Linked DNA regions of Rattus norvegicus: all the other regions are linked to region 1. Evidence: chromatin contacts called from public Hi-C data. All regions are on one chromosome and are shown on one strand. Each heading gives the region's core, a stretch centred on a gene start, on an enhancer-like site or on the middle of the called end of the contact. The rest is flanking DNA. Distances are from core to core; before and after follow the strand shown.

The links. A called contact is a pair of places that touch in the nucleus more often than the background predicts.
Region 2: a contact with region 1 is called in a Hi-C map of liver, with 3 times the contacts expected there. The contact joins the enhancer-like site here to the promoter of Tns3 in region 1. A contact is called at or near these places in 7 of 12 Hi-C or Micro-C datasets (the A7r5 cell line, the Rat2 cell line, Schwann cells and 4 more) and 1 of 1 datasets of contacts at active chromatin or transcription factors (oligodendrocytes).
Region 3: a Hi-C map of the A7r5 cell line shows a contact between it and region 1, with 3 times the contacts expected there. The contact joins the enhancer-like site here to the promoter of Tns3 in region 1. A contact is called at or near these places in 3 of 12 Hi-C or Micro-C datasets (the A7r5 cell line, liver and mammary epithelial cells).

Annotation. Positions count from the first base shown.
Region 1 is chr14:87,617,090-87,621,330 of GRCr8, forward strand. Tns3 (tensin 3) reads right to left here and starts at 2,297. Exons shown (of 31, transcript NM_001170459.2): 1 at 2,236-2,297.
Region 2 is chr14:87,788,195-87,792,435 of GRCr8, forward strand. Pkd1l1 (polycystin 1 like 1, transient receptor potential channel interacting) reads right to left here. Exons shown (of 51, transcript XM_063273721.1): 40 at 2,569-2,687. Among named protein-coding and RNA genes, the nearest start is that of Pkd1l1, 98 kb to the right of the region's middle. Within about 2 kb of position 2,392, at least 16 of the 93 cell types and tissues checked have an H3K27ac peak or open chromatin away from gene starts, as enhancers often do. A contact at or near this core is called in liver, where this site is marked.
Region 3 is chr14:87,759,842-87,764,082 of GRCr8, forward strand. No RefSeq gene overlaps it. Among named protein-coding and RNA genes, the nearest start is that of Pkd1l1, 130 kb to the right of the region's middle. Within about 2 kb of position 2,375, at least 7 of the 93 cell types and tissues checked have an H3K27ac peak or open chromatin away from gene starts, as enhancers often do. A contact at or near this core is called in the A7r5 cell line, where this site is marked.

The DNA.
Region 1 (4,241 bases), core at 1,047-3,546:
TAATAGTAGGCTGATCCTAAACAACAAAATGTAGCCCCAGGGGCAGGCTGCGTGCAGATACACCAGTAGCTCCCGGACTTTGGAAACTTGCTTGTAATTTTTCTGGTCTGCAAAATTGGTCCTTGTGTCCTGGGCAGACAGAAGCCGGGACTGCCAGACAGACTCAAATGCCCTCTCCCTTTGGTATCTTCCATTCCACCTTCTTGTCTGACTGACTCCTTGTCAGGTTGTGGCTACCGGCCGCGTGCAAAACCTAGTACCTTCTAAAGAAAGCAAAGTAACATATTTGACCTTGTGAACTACGAAGTCAACATTTACAAGTAGCTCAATTTCAAAACACAGCAAAGCCAGAGAGACACTTTGTAAAAGCTAGTCGGTTTGCATTTCGGAGTATGGCGTTCCCTGAAGCAACTACTTGTTCTGTCTTTTTAGTGGTTATGGTTTGCATAGCATCTGCTGCTGCCACCGGGGATAGCTTTAGCGGCCTCCGTGAGGAGCTAGCCCCAGCGGAAGAACTGCTGCTGTCTGGACAAGCATTCAGAACGACTTGACAGGGGAGCCGGAGCAGCCAGTCTGCAGGAGCCCAGCCATAGAACTCAGGCGTTGTGTCCCAGAATCCCGGCTACTCCACCACATTTCTCTGCCCATATGCAAAATGGGCATGATGATCCCACTTCCCTCCCCCTTCCAAGAGTCATCTAAGTGAGATGAAATGAACAACAGGCAAAGAGTTTAGTACACTCAGCCAGAGGTCCTTACTGCCCTCTGTCACTATGGGGGGGGTCACCATGACTTTGTCTGAGGTCTGGCTTCTTGCCAATTGCCCCCCAGTTAGCTTCCCAGGACACAGCAAACGCACCCCCTTGTCTGCAGCCCCCCACCCCCCCACACACACACAGTCAGACACTCTCTAACACACTCCCAGTCCTGGCCTAGCCTACTCCCTCTTCCAGCTGCGGCCATCCCAGCCCCCTTCCTGGCCCTCAGCACAGAAAAGCCTTTCTTAATACTTGTTGATTGATTTGCAAATATAACCTCGAAGGCCCCCACAGAGGGAAGCAACAAAATCACAAGGACACTCAAATCCTTTTAACAGGCAAAGAACTAAAAGCACTTTTAATTAGTATTCATATGAACAGACCAAAGCCTCAAGGAAATACATCAATATGTCAAAAGGGTTAGCTCTGATGGGGTATACATTATTAATATAGTAACTCCTGTATTCCTGACTTGGGGTGTCTCTTTGAAGCTCTATACAGTGGGACAGAAGACACAACTCAAAAACCGAGCCTGGGGCATTCCAATCAGTTGTGGTCACTCTAAATAGTGAGGTCCGCTGGCCCCACGACCTGGAGGGGAACTTTCTGTGTTCAGTCACGCTACAGAGTTCGGATCACCTACTGGCACCGGCCAGAATGTCAGTTGGGGAAGGAAGGGGTTTGGGGTCTCTCCCTGTATCATAGATTCTCAAATCAGTCCAAGCAAACGTCCGCAGGGGCAGAACACAGTACTGCACGGAAACCCGGGGGCCCAGGACCCTCCCTCCTACTTGTCAGCTACAGTGCCCGCGTGCCAGGAGGCACGTGCCACAGGTGGCCCCCAGGCCCGCGCCTGCACTCGTACCCCCTCCGAATGATGGGGAAAAGCGCGATGAGACCCCCCCCCCCCCCCGGCACCCAAACAACCGAAAGGAAAGGGAAAGAGGCACACAAGTCACTTGCCTGGAAAAGGCGGGAGTAAAGTCCTGAGAAGTCTCATTGCAGCCCCAAGCGGCTCTCCGTCTCCTCGTCCCTAACAGTCTCAGGGAGCAAAGTCCTCAGGGCCGGGGCGGCGATAGTGCCGCTCCGCCCCCGCCCGCCTAGTAAGGCGCCAGGCGCCAAGACCCGGACCCTGCCGGCCCGCGCCCCAGCGGCGTTCCCTGCCCTGCTCAGCTCCGGCGAGCCGGCTCCTGCCGGCCCGGGGAGCTGGATGAGCCCCAGCTTCCAGATCGCTGCAGACCCCCTGGCTGTCCTCAGTCCTGGGTCCCGAACGCCCTTCCCGGGTGCCCCCTCGCCTTGTCCCCACACCCTCAACTGTCTCTGCGCTCAGATTTGGTGTTTGCTGGTCTGGGTCCCAGCTCCAAGACCCCGAACTCCCAAACTCTGGAACCTGAGCGGGGGCCCCAAAACAAAGAGTGTGGCGGCGCGTGGCCGCTCCTGCCCTGCTGCCCTGCTGCCCTGCTCCCGACCCAGGTACCTGAGCGAACCCGCAGCGCAGTCCGGCGGGACGATGGCCGAAGCGAAGCTGGGCTCCGAGTTGCTCGCGGGCGGGCCCGTCCTCCTGGCTGGCGGCCCGCGCCCGCGGCAGGGCCCCCTCGAGGCGGCTCGGGCAATCGCCACGGACGGCCCGCGCACCGGAGCCCTGCGGGTCACCTGGTCTCAACATCTTAACAATGTCCTGCGCTTCCAGGGGCTGTACCCCAACACCCACCCCTTGGGTTACTGACCCAAAGGATGAGCTCTTAAAATACCCTCCCACTTCGCTGGCCTCCCTAAATACCTCGGGGCCCCAGTATTCTATAGGCTCAACAGTTCCAGGTCTAGCTAGGTAGGTGCACCTGGAGAGGGAGGTTCGAGTCCCATTCCTGCAAAACCAGTTTCATTCAGTGTGTCTAAGTGTTGTGCCTGCCGGGAGGAATAGGTGTATACGTGGTGGTAGGGGCGGGGGGGGGGGGAGGGCGGTATACGTGTATCAAGTAGCAGTCTACAAGACAGCTCAGGATGCTTCAACAGCCCCTGCCAGGTCCGGAATTCACGGGGCAGGAGGAGATGATGGTACTGGGTAGAAGTTCCTTGACTTCTTAAAGTGAACCTGGTGGGAGAGAGCAAGGTTGAGGCAGGTCAGGAATACAGGAGAAAAAGATCTCCTGAACAAGATTTCCTAAGAGATACCCAAGATTCAAATAGCTGGGTCTCTGTCCCCGTTTTTTCATTGTGAACTCCAGGGAAGGGATGGCACGCCATTTTGCCATTGTATCGTCTTTCAAACACTTCTGCAACAAATGAGATGGAATTTCCATCAGTTCCAAGTGGACACCAGCAGCCCTTAATATCTTGATTCTGTTCCGGGAAAATACCCGGGGTAGCTTTGCGTCTTGCAAGAGGGTAAAAATCGCATCTGCCCAGTGCAACAACTGTCTGAGGGTCATACCTGGAGCCAGGTGAGGTCACTGCCTGATGCCAGGTTAGCCAAACCTGTCCTATTCTTGCCCTGGTGTGCCTTCAGGGAGAACCAGGCTTGTCAGGAACGTTGGAGAAGCAGAGCCAGGAAAATTCTATCTGGCAAATCTGTTTTCAGTGCAGCCTTCAGCGACACTGAAACACTGGATCGGATGCCAGGCTACAGCCTGGGCCACACTCCGCTTCCTCTCCACCAGGCAAAGAGGTATGAGACGTTCATGGTTTGGGAAGATTAGACCTATCTCTGGGAAACCGTGACATTGGGAGGAGAAGTTGCCTGAGGTAAAGGCTTCCCGGGCACTGAGCCCCTAGGCCCTAAGGAATGAAACAGGCATTTCCCTGCCCTCTGGGAGTCCATGGGGTCACGGGTGAGGCACAGGATGCTTGCAAATGACCCGTTGGAGGGGGTAGGGAGGAGGTCACAGTCATCCTGCTAGAAATGGGGGGCAAGGCAGGAACTGTTACTTTGAGGAACCCCCCCCCCCAAATCTTAACTTGACAGAAGTAAACGCAGTGATAGGGATCAGCGCACTCTAAGGTAAGGACCCAAGACTATCCAGATTCTGTGCTATTCTCTCAGATTTTTTTTACCAGCTGCCTACTCACTCCAGCCCTCCAGTCACTGGCTGGCCTTGTTTGATCCCAGCTGCCTGGGGGAATGCAGGAATTTCCACCAGGCGTTAAGATCACCCACGGCAAGAGTTAATGCGGAAGAAGTACTTGTTAGCTCAGAATGAGGAAGACACCAGGTAAGGCAGGGGTTCTGCATCTCCTTAGCAGAAGCCTCTGCTAAGATCTCTCTATTCTGTTATCCTTACCCAAACAAAATGATTCCAGACCTCTGTCCCTGCCCCTCACTGCTGGGTAGTTCCAGTGTGGGATGGGTACCCTAACTAGACCCTTGTTTCTAGAACAGTAAACAGCGGGGGGGCGGGGAGGGGATGCTAGTACTGTCTGTCCTTACACTCAGTGCTAGCGTTTAAAAATGAACTGAAAAGAGAAACTGGACCATAGTATCCCTGA
Region 2 (4,241 bases), core at 1,142-3,641, 170 kb after region 1:
GAGATTGTAGAGTGAGCATCCTTGGAGACCTTGTGTGTCCACACAAGGAGGAGAATAAGAGGGGACCTATTCTCCTCATGGAAAGTATTTTAGGGAGCAGGGTATCTAAGTCCTGGTTGGGATGTATTAGCATGAGCTGGATTAAACACCGTATTTATTCTTTGTACTTTTAAAAGACTCCTTCCCAGTTTTGATTAGTTCTTGAAGACTTCACACAAAGTACTTTGCTCATATTCACCTCCTCACCCAGCTCCTTCTAGATCCACCCACTTTCCCTACCCATTCAATTTTGTGTCTTCTTTTTCTTTTTCTCACAAATCAAGTATAATTTCTGCTGCCCTCATGCTCTGCAATACCTGGCCTTCCACTATAGCTTGGCCCACCTACCCTGGCCGCACCCTTAAGGAAAACTGTCTCTCTTTCTCCCATGAGCCACCAACTGTCAATAGCTCCTTAGCTTGGGATGGGATTTCAGCACCTCTGTGTTGGTTTTGTCCTTTTATGTTATCGACATCCAGCTATCCCACCCCCATTTTGAAAAGCCTATTGCGCATCAAATTGCCTTCCTGTTATTGTCTGTTAAATTGCTTGAGCCTGTTTGTTGGCGGTTTCTGGGCTCTCTCGTCTGTTCCATTGATCTATGAGTCTATTTCATTGGTCTGTGATTTACTGTTCTCATCAAAGACAACAGGATTTTGTATTTCTGAGCTAGAATCCACGTTGACTTTCTCTCGGGCTATAAACAGTCCTCTTCACGGACAGCAGCAATGACAAACTAGACAACCATGCAATTGCTTGTGTGCCCTATCCCACAGCAAGTCATTCATCTGAAGAGTGACAGACATCTGATGTACACGGATGTAGGCACTGGTGCAGTCCCACTGCTTTCAGCCTACATTTCGATCTTTGAAGATTGTTTAAATCTCCTGACTGTTCTATGCACTTCCCATGGAGATCACACCGCAGCAGCTGTGTCCTTTGCTGTGCTGGGGAGTGGAGTGTTGTATCTTACTTGACTTACAAAGGATAATGGCTCTTGGTGTCTACTAAATTCTCTTACTGCCTATTTATTTGTTTTTATTTTATTTTTGGGCTATTTTTCCAGACTTTTACTAATGACATCTACAAAAAGAGTTAGCTTTGTCCCCTTCTGAACCTGCTGTCTCTAGCTGTGTTCTCAGGTGTCCACCTTGACGGGGACCCTGCCTGTGGCTCCCTCAGCATGAGCCTGGAGAGCTGGATTTCTCAGCTTTGCTCAGCTCAGCTCAGTAACCTCTGTGGACATCTGCTACCCAGTGTTGCAGACATTACAGGCACCTGTGAACTGGGGTTGTGTGGCAGCACGGTCCCTGGGGTGACCCCTCAGGAGCCCCTGATCCCTCTGCTCTCAGATGCCCAGACACCTACAGTTCCCTACACGTCCTGGTCTTGCAAAGTGCAGTGGGTACTGCAGTGTACTGGCTACGTAGCACTTAGCATACCCATGTGACTTCAAGAGGGGTGTGTGTGTGTGTGTGTGTGTGTGTGTGTGTGTGTGTGAGAGAGAGAGAGAGAGAGAGAGAGAGAGAGAGAGAGAGAGAGAGAGAGAGAGATTTAGGTCTGCTGTTCGTATTTTTGGTGGGTTTGGTTCAGGGTACCACCCCTGTTTTTATGGGAAGATTGAACAAATTTAAAAGTCTTTGACAGTGCCATATCTTTTCAGAATTTCTTTTCACTCACTTTAAATTTGACATCCTAATAATGCCATGATAATTTTCTTCAGAAAAGAACCCATCTCGGGACCTGTTCTTTACTTAGGGAGCTGAGTGAGTGTGAATGATGAGGAAGGATTTATAAGAGAGACAATAGACAAGGTGACATTGTATACTTTAGCAACATCATTGCTGGAAAAACATCTGGAATTTCTAGATAGAGTCCTGATAGATTCAAGAGTTTGGAATCTAGAATTCAGAACTGGGGGAAATTATCTGGAGCTTCTAGATAGAGTCTTGATAGATTCAAGAGTTTGGAATCTAGAATTCAGATCTGGGAGACATGCATTGAAAGGCTCCTCGAGGAACAGCTATTAGTATCTACCATGGATGGGCAGGGGAATGAGTACTGCTGACAGAAAGAAGCATGACTGATGTCAAATTTGGAGAGGTTTGTCTCAGTATCATAGTTACTAAGTTTGATGCTTTATCTAAAAGTTTGAACTGGACTTTGTGTTGATCTCCAGAACATGTCTGTGTAAATGGTACTGTTGACTTATTTCTAAATACTGGTCCCTGGGCTCAGTCAGTGAAGAAGTACAACAATTGCTCCTGGATTTTCATAGCCTTGTGTATCCAGCTGGAGGGCACATTTTGATACACACGAGTCTGCATGGCTGAGGGAGCTGAGGTCAGAGCTCTGGGTCATGGATTACAGCCCCATGACAGAACAGTTTCCTTCCTCCAGTGCAGTGTCTCTGTCCCTTGCCCTCTGGCACTGAGGAGACATGGGAAAGGATTTTCCCAAGTGTAGGATCTCCTATCTTTCCCTATTAAAAGAAGGCAGGGCCAGAGAAAGCCCAATGTCTATACCTACCTCAGGGCTGCCTGCATGAGGCGCTCTCTCCTTAGTCTTTCCCTCATCACTCTGAACTTTGGCCCGGATGGTGTCTGAGCCCAGCGCAGGTGGCGTTCTCGTTGTCGGGCAGCCAAGACCTGTGGCGGAAGGGGAGCACCATGATACTGGGGTCAGCATTGGAGAAAGAGAGGCTTTTAGAGTCCCTGCCAACCCAAGAGCTGTCATCATTGCTCTCTGCAATGCATTCAGGGGACAAAGAGGGACTTTGTGTAGTTAACACGCACTGTGTTGTTGGGGAGGCAACGTGAGATGAAGTAGACCCATTTGAAAACCTTGCTCGTGTCCCAGGCCAGCTCTTTTGGCAAGCATTACATCTGAGCCTTTAGAAAGCATGGCTTCCCAGGAGAGGCATGCTCACTGCTGCCCAGTCACAGGGGCAATGCCTTTGGTGTCTGCATTGTAGTTCCCGTTAGAGGCCTTCAAAGACTGGAAAGCTGATTTTTAAAGCCGTCTGTTTTAGCATGAACGATCTTTGTTTTGTTTGCCTTGTGTAATAAAAGCACTATTGCTTCCATATTGTAACTATGCGTGCTCATGGGCAGGACTAACGGTAGCTAAGAGGCAAACTCATGGGAAATAGTCATCCATTCATTTCTCACTCAACTGCTTAGCCATTCTAGGCACACTCAGGGAGCAGCCCTGGGCCCCTCAGTCCTTCCTCCCAGAGCTGCTGGGCCTCTAAGAAGTATAGAGCAAAGGCTGTAAAGTGAGCCTTGGGGGCTGGGCCTGTGGTTCAGATATGCCTTATGTGCTGAGGACTGTGCCCTGTGGTGGCACGGGAGATTCAGCAGGTAGAGCATCGGGACTTAAATGTGATGGCAGAAACAGTGTTGGGGAATCAAGCCTGAAGAGGACTGAGTTCCTCAGAGGCTTCTCAGTTCTGAGATTTGGACCACATTGATGGCCACAGGGTTAGACCCAGTTGCTCACGCTGGCAGAGGGAGAGAGCCTTGGAAGAAGGAAGCCTGCAGGTATGTAGAGAATTGGGGTGGGAGGATGGAGTCAAGAAGGCAGGAAACATTGGGCCTACAGTTGGGATGTGGAGACTGCTAATGTCTGTGTGGAAGTGAGGGAGTGGGTGAGGCTGTACGTTTCCTTTGACTGCCCTGAAAAGCAAATGGTTTAGAAGTTCGGAAACTGTGGCCAGAAATTATATTTTCATTAGTCTTTAAAGTTTCTTTTTCTTTTCACAATTTTAAGAAGTTTAATGCCTCCTATTTATTTATGTGTTTATTTAATGTGTATGCCTATGTGTGTATCTGTGTGAGGGTGTCAGATTCTCCTGGGACTGAAGTTACAGATGGTTGTGAGCTGCCATGTGGGTGTTGGGAATTAAACTAAGGTCCCCTGGAAGAGCAGCCAGTTCTCTTAACTACTGAGTCACCTTTCCAGGCACTAGGGTCTGCATTCTCCAGTGTACTCATTTTTTTGTGGTTCTCATTTCGCTGGAATTGGGGTAAATTATAAGGGAAAAAAAGCATAAGAAATCTACTTTCTCTCTCTCTCTCTCTCTCTCTCTCTCTCTCACTCACACACACACACACACACACACACACACACACACACACACACACACACACACACACACACAGAGTAGGGCTCCAAAAGCGCAGCCAAATTTGAACTAAGGT
Region 3 (4,241 bases), core at 1,125-3,624, 140 kb after region 1:
GGCAGCTGGAGGCAGGATCTGGTGGGTAGAACAGTCTTGTTTTTATTATCATTCTCTTGTCTGCTGAGAAGATCATGAATATTTTAAACCAATTTCCCATTTAATATAACCCATCCCTACTAATACTTCTTCCCGGTTCCAGGCTGGGATGATTCTTCCCAGCACCCACATGGCGGCTCAGAACTCCTGTAACTCCAGTTCCTGGGGATCTGATGATGTCTTCTAACCTCTAAGGGGACTGCACACATGTGGTGCACATGCACACACACACACACACACACACACACACACACACACGCCCCTAGACCTGTCCCTCTGCCGATGTCACACAGTCTTTATTACTGTAATTAGATGTAATGTACAGACCCTTCCTGTGCCAGGCATCCGGTTTCCTCCCTCTTCACTCTGACTCAGCATCCAAGGAACCAGATACCTGTAAGAGTCATGAATTGTGTCACCCAGAGGTTTTGCAACAAGAGAATCTGGGCCTTGCGGGGCAAAGGGTGCTGTGTATTTCAAAGCTCAGCAAACGTTACTAACTTTCTAACCTGGTTTTTATGCTCTAGTCAGGCAGCAGCACCTGAAGGATGGGGAAAGTATCCATTAATCTGTGCAAGCATGCAAGACCAAAGGGAATCTCCTCAACTCACGCCTAGGACTTCCCCAGGTCACTAACTGGTCAAGGCCAAGGACTAGTGTATTGATAACTTTAACTAGTTCTACTAAAAGCAAAACCCTGAGTAATGAGAGGAGCCAAGGAGATTGTTGACTGGGATAGGTTTCCTTCCTAGAGTCCAGACAGAGGTTTGCACAACTTCAATTCTACACTTTCCCAAATTCTGGAAAGTAGTTAAAATAACCACCACATTGGCACAGCGACTGGCGCTGGCTGTGGCTGTGGCATCTCTATGTATGATGTCTGTAACCTGGAGTCTCTCTGTCTTTCTCTCTCTTTTTTTTTTTAAAGATTTATTTATTTATTATATATAAGTACACTGTCACTGTCTTCAGACACACCAGAAGAGGGCATCGGATCTCATTACAGATGGTTGTGAGCCACCATGTGGTTGCTGGGAATTGAACTCAGGACCTCTGGAAGAGCAGTCAGTGCTCTTAACCTCTGAGCCATCTCTCCAGCCCCCTCTGTCTTTCTCTTAACCCAGTGGAGGGCTGGCTGAGTGTGCCCAGCCCTGGGACTAGGGAAGTCTTTGAATCTGCTCGGATTTCCCCTTTTGTTGGTCCTACTTAAAATTAAATAATCACCAGCTTTCCACTGTATAGCAAATCCTTCTGGGCACGCCTGTTAGCATTGACATCAGCGCAGAAACTCCTGGGGCTCTATTTATCACTATGGACGCTGGCTGCCAAACTGCTAGTGAAATAGAGTTAATATTTTCCCAACTGTGTTGTAGGGGACATGGCTGAGGTATGTCTTGGGGATCTCATGGGATTTAAGTATCCTGACCTCACAGGACACCACATACACTCCTGTGTTCTCTTACCTTTGAGGCACTATGAATACTCTTTGGCAACCATGTAGTGCTTAGAGTAAAGTATGTGTGTATGTGTTTTAGTGAACGTGTGTGTGTGTGTGTGTGTGTGTGTGTGTGTGTGTGTATGTAGACGGTAAAACTTTACCCACTGAGATACCTTGCTGGTACCAAGTATCACTTTTATATAAGGTTGACAGACTAAAAAAAGAAAGTGAGAAACATGTTAAGTATTTTGTTTTGCTTTTGTCGAATTGTTGGAATTCCAAGGAAAACTGGAATTAATGTGAAACTGTGTGACCCTGGTCTTTAGAGAGCTACAGTTGCACAAATGTTTGTGGTGGGTTATTATTTTTCCCCCAAAGGAAAAACATTGACATGCTAATCTTCAGTGCCTGGGAATTAAGGCTTTGTGGGAACTGAGATGTGGTCATCACAGTGTGCTCTAATCCAGCACAACCACGTTTTTCTAGAAAGAGAAAACCGGGCCATGGAGAAACACAGATGGGGAGCATGCCAATTAGAAATTAGGCTGCCCCAAGCCCGGGAGTGCCGAGAAGCTGGGAAAAAGGCCAGGCCAGCTCTTTCCCCCTAGAGCCATGGACCCCAGGTCTCCAGACTGCAAGACATCATATTTCTGATTCTGATATTTGTTACTGTACTCCAGTGAACAAATGCAGCCCTTTTATCTTGCATTTAAGGGCAATCATTGTTGAAGTTCGCTTGAAGCTGATGAAACAGAAACTTCTTCAAAAAGCAATTGGCTCTTAGCACATTCTAATCCTGGAGAACTCAAAGATTCCAGTCCCGTGATGACCCCCCCCCCCCAACTAGAGGGAATGCAGCTTTGTAAATAGATCCCATGCTCACGGTGACACAGAGGCCCTGGTTTATATCCAGTGTCACGAATGCTAGGCTTGCATACATCCAAAGGAAGGGTGTGTGTACCACTGTTTCAACGTTGCTGGTTCTTGTGTGCCAGAAGAGGATAAATCAGGAGCCAGAGGACATTTCTCCCTGTTAAGCTGTCTCGGCAGACGCAGTGTGGAAGCCGAGAATGCTTATCTCTGAAGTCTCCCTAACTCTGCATCCACGGCCGGGGGGGTCCGTTTCTGGCACTCCTGATCCACCCAATAGTTGTAAATCACATCTAAGCAGTTCTATTAAGTTTAACGAGCTTTTCTTGTGATGTCCTTCCAAGAAAAGAAAAAAAAAAAACCACCAAGATATACTTTAAAATATAGAGAAGCTTAAGGGGGAAAAAAAAGCTTCTTAGGACTATTAAAACTATTGTTCGCTGTGGTGGCCCCGTCTTTGTGAAGTTTCTGGGCTTGTGCAACACAAGAGACTTTCGAAAAGCTTTTCAGTGGGAAACTGTTTCAAAACTTAACAAAAAATAAATAAATAAATGCTGTAAGAACAACTTCAAAATTCTCACAAATCCTGCCCTCAAAGTTGCCCGTCAGCCGTTTTCCCGGTTTGGTTTAGTTTTGGGACCTTGCATTTACTGGCTGTGTGCTCCGCAGAAGCCCAGTAGAGAGTACACGGGTTGGGATGTGACTTCTGTCAGCCAGGGCAGAGCCAGGATAGGAATCCAGGTGGGAAGATCATTTTTACGCAGATCCAGGAACACAGTGGCCCCTGGTTCTTGAGAACGGCGGAACACAATCTTCCCGGAGGCCTCTCGGTCTCATTCCTCAAAACGCGCTATCAGCCCCGTCCTGCCTCATGGGAAATGCACAGCCTACCCAGGTCTCAATGAGCCCAAAAGGTGCCCAGATTTTTGCTCATCCTCCGGACATTCTTATTTCCTGGGATTGGGAAGATTCCATCTTCCTGGTGGACACACTTCACTTTCAGGGTTTCAGTGTTGCTCACTATCTCCCACTTAGTCCCCAGAGTGGCAGCAGCCACAGGAATGAACCTTGACACCCAATGTTAGTAGTCTAGATTAAACCCATACACAGAAAAAAGATGTCCGCGTTAGCCCTGTTTGCTGTGCCCAGCTGTCCTGTGGAAAGTGACACGGTGCGCTCACTGTCTCAGGGTAGGACACAGGGCACAAGGCTGCACTGTGCACCCAATGTCTGTACTCTGTAGTTACCAATGAATCGCCATCAACAGTGGGACCCTAAGACTTCTGTGCCTACGTCAGAAGGAGCAAGGCCATTCAGGGCCCTCGGTTTTCCTCATGTGAAGGCTGGACTGGATTTACTCGAACCACAGACTGCGTCACCCTCCTGGATTCCATCTCCGTGTGTTAAGTTACTTCGCACCCACCGGTCAGAAAACCCTGCACGGTGGAAGGGTAACGTTATGGAAGCCAGTGATCTTCACAAAGTCTCCGTGCAGAGGCTCACTGTCTGTCCTGTGGAAAGCCACGTGTTCGAAATCATCCCCAGGGTACCTCACAAACTGGCAGAGTTAAGGGAGAAGCAGCTGCAAGAAATGGACAGTGGCTCTCGGGATTCAAGTCCACAGGATGACCTGCCTGAGAACAGAAGCTTTTGGTCTCGGCACAGGAGGCTTCTCTGTAAACTCCGGTGGCCTGTGCTTCATCCCCCAGATATAGACCATTAACCCACGTTTTCAACCAATAAAGAAAAAAACTGTATTTCCATCCTGGCAGAAGAAGACTAAGTGATTACACTTTTTTTTTCTTTTTTTTCGGAGCTGGGGACCGAACCCAGGGCCTTGCACTTGCTAGGCAAGCGCTCTACCACTGAGCTAAATCCCCAAACCCGTGATTAC